Regions from separate parts of the Mus musculus genome. Here region 1 is linked to region 2. Evidence: chromatin contacts called from public promoter capture Hi-C data. All regions are on one chromosome and are shown on one strand. The core of a region is the stretch at or near the end of the contact, and the rest is flanking DNA. Distances in the headings are between cores, read along the strand shown.

Region 1 (3,738 bases), core at 342-2,841, 430 kb before region 2:
AATGAAACAAAACCATAACTATATTACAGAAGAAACATAAAATAGCATATTTCTTTGTATGCTACAAGAAGGCATTGGAAAATATATAGTGGGAGAAGAAATCAATGATAAATACTAAGTTAAAAAAAATTAACAGCATGTCTGGCATGGTGATGCAGACCCTTAATTCCTGTACGGGGTGGGGAGGTGGGGGGTGGTTGGGGGGAAAGGCAGGCAGGTAGATCTCTGTGAGTTTAAGGCCAGCCTGGTCTACACAGTGAGTTATAGGGCAGCCAGGGCTACACTGTAAGACCCTGCCTTTAAAAAAAGTTAATAGCATTATTTTTTCCCAAAAATATATAATCATATTTACAGTTTTACTATAACCATATTTATAGTTACTATAAATATTTACTATATTATACTTAAATATTTACTGTAACCATAATTAAGAGTTTCAATCGATACTTGTTGAGTCTACTAAAGGACTTTAAACTTGTTTGTTAAGCACACACACCAATCTTAAACTGATTTACATACTCAACAAACAAAACAAGTTTGTTTTTGGACATAGGTGGTTTGGACTGGTTTTTGGATCTTGGAAAGCTTAATACTGGATGGTGTCTTGGCTTGTTAAAATACCTATGGGAGGGGAGGGGAGCTGCATTAACCAAGAACGGAGTAAATCAAGGGGAGCCACCCCACGGAGAGCTGCCAGCCCCGCCCCGCCCCGCCCCGCCCCGCCCCGCCCTCCGTGGCTCACCAGTCTCACACTCCTCACAGGTGAAGTGGCCCTCAGGGACTGCAGTCAGTCCCAAGCACTCCACGTGAAAGTGTCGGCAGCACTCCCCCTCACAAGCAACAAGGCAGTCGCCAGCCTTCTCACAGACCTGCAAGAGCAAGAAAGCAGCAGTTCTCAAACTTGCAGCTCAGAACTGACTACAGCGCTTGTTCAAGTATAGGCCATGGGATTTTTCTCCTAATATTCTGAGTTAGAAGGCATAAAAAAGGAATCCAAGATTTTGTAGTTCCTCTTTCTTCCTTCCTTCCTTCCTTCCTTCCTTCCTTCCTTCCTTTTCTTTCTTTTAGTTTTTAGGGGTTTTTTTTTGAGACATGGTTCCTCTGCAAAGCCCTATGTTTGGTTCCCAGAACCTACATGGGGCTCACATACTCATCTGTAATTCCAGTTCCCTTCTGACCTCCTCAGGCACCAGGCAAGCATGTGGTGCACAGACCCTCATGAAGGCAAAACATAAAATTAAATAACTCAAAAAAATTAAGGAGGAACAGGAGCTGGGCATAGTGGTGGCTCACAGTGAGTCCAAAGCTAGCCTGGTCTATAGAGCAAGCCTTAGACCAGGCAAGGCAATCCTGTCTCAAAAGCAAAACAACAATGACAAACATCCCATCAGGATAGGGAGAACCACAAATAGCCTTTAGACCTGTAGCTTTAAAGCAACTTAATAAAATAATAAAAAGTACAGGAGACAATGACACAGCTGGTAGAACTGGATCACATGCTTCTAAGTAGCCGCCCGCCTACCTGACACACAGTGTCCTTCTTACTCGTGCCGACACCTCTCCGTGACAGACTCGAGTCCACCGACTGCGCGTCAGAAGCATCTGCGTCAGCAGTAGCTGACGGGCTATCTACTTGTTTGCCAAAGCCTACCTATGTGGAAAACAAACAAAACAAGATAAGGAAAAAATAGGTCCCCGACATAATGCAAAACCCAAGGAAACCAACTGAAGTTCATCTCATCACCGCCCGCCTGCCTTCTCGTCTTCCTTCCTTCCTTCAACCCAGGGATGTTGTCGGTGTATCTGTGTCATTTGGGAGAAACTGAAGCGAATATTTAAAAGGCAAAATGACAGAACTCCTCTGTTATGCAAGAAATCTACAAAATAAGTTTCATATAACCAAAGGGAGTCGTCGTTGTCCCCTCCCTCCCCCAGCCAAGCTACACCTTCAACCTCAGCACTGGTGAGCCCAAGATAGACAGATGTCTGCCAGCCTGGTCTACATGGAAAGTTCTAGGCCATCCAGAGTTACATAGTGAAGTAATGTTTCAAAAACATTGATTTTTCTAAGAGTATTGATTTTATTATTATTTTTATAAGTCAGGGTCTCATAATATAGCTCTGTTATCCTGGAACTTCCTATGTACTGCAGGCTGGCCAGTTACTCAAGAGATCTGCCTGACTCTCTGCCTTCTTAGCATGGGATTAAAGTCGTGTGACAGCATGCCTGGCTGGTAATCTGTTTAAACAAGGGCTGACCACCACCACATGAAGCATCTTATTTGGATGGGCCCACAGTTTTAGAAGCTTGACTGCCCTGCAGTCTCCCCTCCTGAAAGCCTGACAAGACTTTCCAGCAGGAGAATGCAGCTGCACATACACACAGACACACACACACATTTACACCCTGGAAAAGACTCTCCTCTATTGGGGAAGGCCATTCTCTTCCGGTTTGGGGGAGCTGCATGTGCAGCAATGAAGAAAGAGAAGCCTACACAGACAGGTAAGCTGAATATTGTGGTGACCAAGAGTGAGCGATGACAAACATGCTATCCCCCCTTACATGCTATCGTACCACGAGTACGCTTACGTTCCCCGGATGCTCCCGAGAAAGCATGCTAACTGTGGCTGGCAAACAAGTCGTCTGCCCAGACCCGAGCACACACTCACCTGCCCGTCACTCAGTCCTCTAGAATCGGAGTCAGATGTGTCTCTGTACGTGCAACTAGCCGTCTCTACATCCGTTGAGGCGCGACTCCTTTTCTTTAGGGGCTTACAGGAATCTGAAATCTCGCTGGCACCTTAACATAACACACTGAAATTAATCCTAAAATAGAATTTAGGGTCACTGTAAACTTTTTTTTTTGTTGGTGGTGAGTATTTTCTTTCCCCAAACTCGTCTCAAGTATACTGGGGGAAATTCACAGCTGTTTGTAGCACTGAAGTTGCAAGCCAGGACTTGATAAGTTTCTGACTTCCGGTATTAAGTGATCCCATTCACAACTGCTCTATAAAAACATTTAAGTTCAGTTCTGCTTGTCGCCGTTTCCCCAGCAGGGCCCAAGTTCCACTCTAGACATCCATTCTAGCCAAACTGAGAGACAGCCAATTGATTTGGAACAATTCAGAGAACCATTTGATTGCGTAAGGGGAAGACATGAAACCCAACACAGTGTAGTTTACAGATACGGTTGCAGAGACATCTCCATCTTGTTTGATTAGGGATGTGACAAATCTTTGATTTGTATTCGATTCCTACTCGGATAGTGCCGTTTCAACCCCCCAATTTTGCAATTCAGTTATTAGCCCCCCAATACATTTTGGATTTTCATAATTGTTCTTTCTTAGTAGAGTGGCATTTATTGTGACCGTTAACAAGTGCTGTGGCACGTCCACACACATCATGCCATGTGGGAGGAACGTTACTGAGGGCTGAATGGACAATCAGTGTTCAAGTGCGAGAAATCACCAAGGGCTAGATGACAGGCCTCTGGACTTTGTGAGGGAGAGAAGAAATATATACTTGGGAAAAAAAAGGCAGAGAAGAGTGTGGAATTTTTTTTTTTAAAACTGCGTGTAATACAAATCCAGCCAAAACAATAGTGCAAAAAGTTACAAAGCAATAATCTCTTGGGCTAATGCGGTAGGCTAGACAGAGACAGCCGCGATGACATGTGCAGATCAGGCACGGTGAATACCAAGGAACCAAGGAGACGGGTAAGATGTCCACCCACAGTT
Region 2 (4,190 bases), core at 447-2,946:
AAAGACTGGACTGATGGGTCACAGAGCCAAGACAGAATGTTCTATGGGAGGAAATGAGCTCTGGAACAGGTGGAGTTAGGACAGTTTTTGAACTTGTGATCCTGTGCTAAGATTGCAAGGGCCAGCACTGAGTCTCGCTGCTTTGGGGGGGGGGGGAAGAGAAAGAGAGAGAGAGAGAGAGAGAACACAGGGTCACATGACTGCTCTGCAAACACTTAACCACTGACCCAGCTCCATGCTCATCCCTGGATACTACGATTTAATGATAGCAAACTGAGTCTTGCATTCAGGCTTGGGGTTCACATTTTAGTTCTGCCACATGGCAGCCAGTTTCTCTTCAGCACAATGCATAACCAAAAAAATGTGGGGTTTTGGTTTGTTTTGTTTATTGGGGTGTGTGTGTTTGTGTGTGTTCTTTCGCTTTTCCCCAGCAAGTAAATGCTTTTAGTAAAACCACTCATAGTTCTAGGATTTCAAGCTGGGATACAAAATTTCAAGAGCTATATGTAGCTCATTTTTAAAGAAACAGGGTAGCTCATGAGTTACAAAAGTTTGGCAACATAGCCGGCTCTTCTCTGAATAGAGCATAACTTTAAAAAATGCATTTATTCTAATCCACATGGTGCCATGTGGCTGGTTACCTGTGCTCAGGAACCAAATGTCCCCCTCGGCACATCCTCCAGATGAATATCCTACCTGGCTCTCTCCCAGAATCCTTTCTGCCTCCCGGATGTCCCACCTCCTATTTCCTGCATAAGCTGGATGGGCCATCAGATTTTTACTGACAGGTACCACATCCATACAGACACAAGACATTCTCTGTACAAAGCTGCCTTGGTGGTGGTATTTTAACACAGCACAGAAAAGTAACCAGTGCACTGCACGATAAAATGGAGAAAGCTCCAGCTAAGCCCAGCTCTATACCTTACACCATCAGAGCCCCAAATCCCAAATTAATCCTCTTAATATCAAAACCCTTCCTTTCCTTCTCCCTCCCTCCCTCTCCCTTCCTCCCCTACCCTCCCACACCAGAGTGTGTTTATAGCAACCATCAAATTGTTTCCCTAGAAATTAGCTATACAGGGGGAGGGTTTTTTGTTTGTTTTAATCATTTTATTTTGTTTAAAAATTTTGTTTATGGGCAATTTGCCTACATGTATATCTGTGCATCACAATCCAGATCCCCTTGGGGTTATAGATTCTTATGAGCCACTGTGTAGGTGCTGGGAATCAAACCTGGGTCCTCTGGAGGTACAGCCAGGACTCTTAACCATGGAGCCATCTCTCCACCTGGGATGAGTTTCTAAGGATTTGGGAATAAAGGTCTCTTTGGCTTCCTACTCCCCTCCAAATAATACAAGATATCATAGCACATATTTGGGACTCCATTAGTCACTGGGGGAAGGCCATAGTCTAATGACTGAAAGTGAGGGAGAGAGAAAATTGATTGTTTATTCCAGTCTACCTGACGTTCACGGAGATGGGAAGTGAGGGGAACACCTCCATGTTTCTTCATCTTCAGCCCTGGAAATTACCAAGGAAGAGACTTTCTTCCTTAGCCTCGTCCCTTAGTCTTGGAGACCTCAAAGAAACGTAAGTGGACAGGAAGAGTTGGAAACTGGAGCAGATGAGAGTGTGGCGAAGCAGGACTGGAGGATCTGTTATGTTTGTCTTCAGCACGGGACCTTTGGAATTTTCCAGTTTGACTTTCTGGCTAATCATTACCGGCTCCATAATTGCTGGCAGCTGACCCTGGTCTTGCCAGCCACCTGCCCAGCAGCCCGAGAACCGCACCAGCTGCAGCCAGCTGCTGAGGTCCTCAGTCTAAAGAAGACTGAAGACGGAGGGAGCATGCTGGTTGCCTGCCCACCCAGCTGCTGGAGGAGTGATTGACTGTCTTACTCTGTTTCCTGGGCTCCTAGAATGAGCTTCCAGAGCCTGCAGAACTCACATGAGCACCCACTGCTCATCCCCTGGGATGGCCTCACGAGCTAGCCACCACTGCCCGTGCTAGCACACACCACTGCCCGTGCTAGCACAGATGCTAGATGCAAGAAAAGCCTGGGGGCTGGCGAGATGGCTCAGTGGGTAAGAGCACTGACTGCTCTTCCAAAGGTTCTGAGTTCAAATCCCAGCAACCACATGGTGGCTCACAACCACCCATAATGAGATCTGACGCCCTCTTCTGAAGACAGCTACAGTATACTTATGTATAAGAATAAATAAATCTTTGGGCCAGAGCGAGCAGGGTTGACGGGAGCGAGCAGAGGTCCTAAATACAATTCCCAACAACCACATGAAGACTCACAACCATCTGTAAAGCTACAGTGTACTCATGTATATAAAATTAAATAAATATATCTTTAAAAAAAAAGGAAGAAAGGCCTGGGTGTATTTAGCAAGCAAGCAGCTGTCAGCTCTCAAGGCTCATACCTGTCCAATCTGAAAAAAGCCTTAAATGGCTTCAAGAATCTCAGGCACTACTGCTGAAACAGGTCTGAGAGACTAAGTTCCCACTGATGAGGCTGGGTTCTTGACCACCTCCTGGGTTTTGCTGTCTGTTCTGTGACTTTCCAGTGGGGTGATGAAGTCAGAATTGTTGAATAAAAAAAATCAAGTCATAGTGACAACTGCTTCCATTCTCCCTCCCTCAGGACAACGCTAATGGGACTGGCAGTGAGGTCTGCAGCTGCTACAGGTCCCTCAGCCTGAGAAGTAACAGCCCAAGTGCTTGGGTGGATGAGTTACAGGCAGATGCTGTCCCTGAAAATAGGGTATGGGCACAAGAAAGGGGGCTGCTTAGGGAACTACCCCTATAAGTCACACAAGGGCGCACTGTGCTTGACACAGGTGGCTACAGGGCTGACACACACCGAAAACAGAACCCAAAAGACACCTTAGAAATTGCTTTCTGTCTTTCTCCTGACACAGAAAAGCTGAGTGAGGGCAGCAGGCAGGAAAGCAGGGTCCCAGGTCTCCAGGGCTTGCCCTCTCTTGGGAACCGCCACTCCGATGTGACATTTACATCACCTTAAAATAGGGAATAAGGACTATGGGAGGGGGCAGAATTTGGCCTTGCAAATTTTAGCCCCCACAGAAGATGGCTGGTGGGACGTTAAGAAGGGCGTTTTGGTAGAATTGTCCTTAAACAAAGGAGTTTGTCTAGAAACTCTACCAAAAAGGTTGATGCAGGCAAGCATGTAAACCCCCCCCCCCACACACACACAACACACACGTACTCATACACATAACACACACACACACACACACACACACACACACGACTTCTAGGACAGAAAAAGCACAACCACTTGGCTGTGTTTAATCTTTGGAATAAGCCAAGACCAAATCCAAGGGCACCTTGCTAATGGCAACCCCTTGATTCAACACATGGAAATGGAAAGTCCCCTCTCATCTGTGCACCATGACACCCCACCCCAGGACTGTTCCCCAAATGTACAGTCCTTGCCCCTCAACTGCCCAACTACTGTAATTACAGGAGTCCTCAAGCAGACCTGCAGAGAAGTTTTACTTTCTAGTGAAAGTGAGATGTGTAGATTACCTTTCGAGCCTAGCTTCTGTTGACCATGGTGCCTTCTACTGGAGTGTGGTCAATCTGCCAGGGGCAACACCTGAAAAAAAGTGTCACTTAACTAAGTGCCTCAGAAGCTACTGACCATCAGTGGCTCCCCTCTTAGGGCGTGCCTTCGAGTTTGTTCTCTGTCTATTTCCACTCTGGGACAATCCTTTACTTTCAGATAAAATATTATTTTACCACATGAAATCCTTTCTCACCCAAAAGCATTCCCACCCCCTCCTTTTTTGAAAGCTTCTTTAAAAAATATATTTTGAGCCAGGCGTGGTGGTGCACGCCTTTAATCCCAGCACTTGGGAGGCAGAGGCAAGCGGATTTCTGAGTTCGAGGCCAGCCTGGGCTACACAGAGAAACCCTGTCTCAAGAAAACCAATAATATTATATATATATATATATTAGAACTGAAGAGATGGCTCTTCAGTTAAGAGCACTGACTGCTCTTCCAGAGGTCCTGAGTTCAAATCCCAGCAAGCACATGGTGGCTCCCAACCATCTGTAATGGGATCTGATGCCCTTTCTGCCATGTATATGTACATACAGATAGAGCACTCATCTGTATAAAATAAATAAATACAATCTTTTTAAAAACCTAACA

What was found. Capture Hi-C pulls out chosen DNA fragments and counts their contacts.
Region 1: a contact with region 2 is called in a promoter capture Hi-C map of pancreatic islet. The contact joins two enhancer-like sites. A contact is called at or near these places in 2 of 39 promoter capture datasets (embryonic stem cells and neural stem cells), 1 of 15 datasets of contacts at CTCF or cohesin (stem cell-derived epiblast-like cells), 18 of 484 Hi-C or Micro-C datasets (the C2C12 cell line, adipose-derived mesenchymal stem cells, bone marrow-derived macrophages and 12 more), 15 of 115 datasets of contacts at active chromatin or transcription factors (astrocytes, bone marrow-derived macrophages, craniofacial prominence and 8 more) and 2 of 9 other capture datasets (adipose tissue and pancreatic islet).

The regions. Positions count from the first base shown.
Region 1 is chr8:25,677,779-25,681,516 of GRCm38.p6, reverse strand. Nsd3 (nuclear receptor binding SET domain protein 3) reads right to left here. Exons shown (of 23, transcript NM_001081269.2): 9 at 2,671-2,801; 10 at 1,523-1,651; 11 at 743-869. Among named protein-coding and RNA genes, the nearest start is that of Nsd3, 39 kb to the right of the region's middle. Within about 2 kb of position 1,591, at least 10 of the 459 cell types and tissues checked have an H3K27ac peak or open chromatin away from gene starts, as enhancers often do. A contact at or near this core is called in pancreatic islet, where this site is marked.
Region 2 is chr8:25,250,442-25,254,631 of GRCm38.p6, reverse strand. It overlaps a transcript of Tacc1 not described here. Among named protein-coding and RNA genes, the nearest start is that of Gm39144, 3.6 kb to the left of the region's middle. Within about 2 kb of position 1,696, at least 26 of the 459 cell types and tissues checked have an H3K27ac peak or open chromatin away from gene starts, as enhancers often do. A contact at or near this core is called in pancreatic islet, where this site is marked.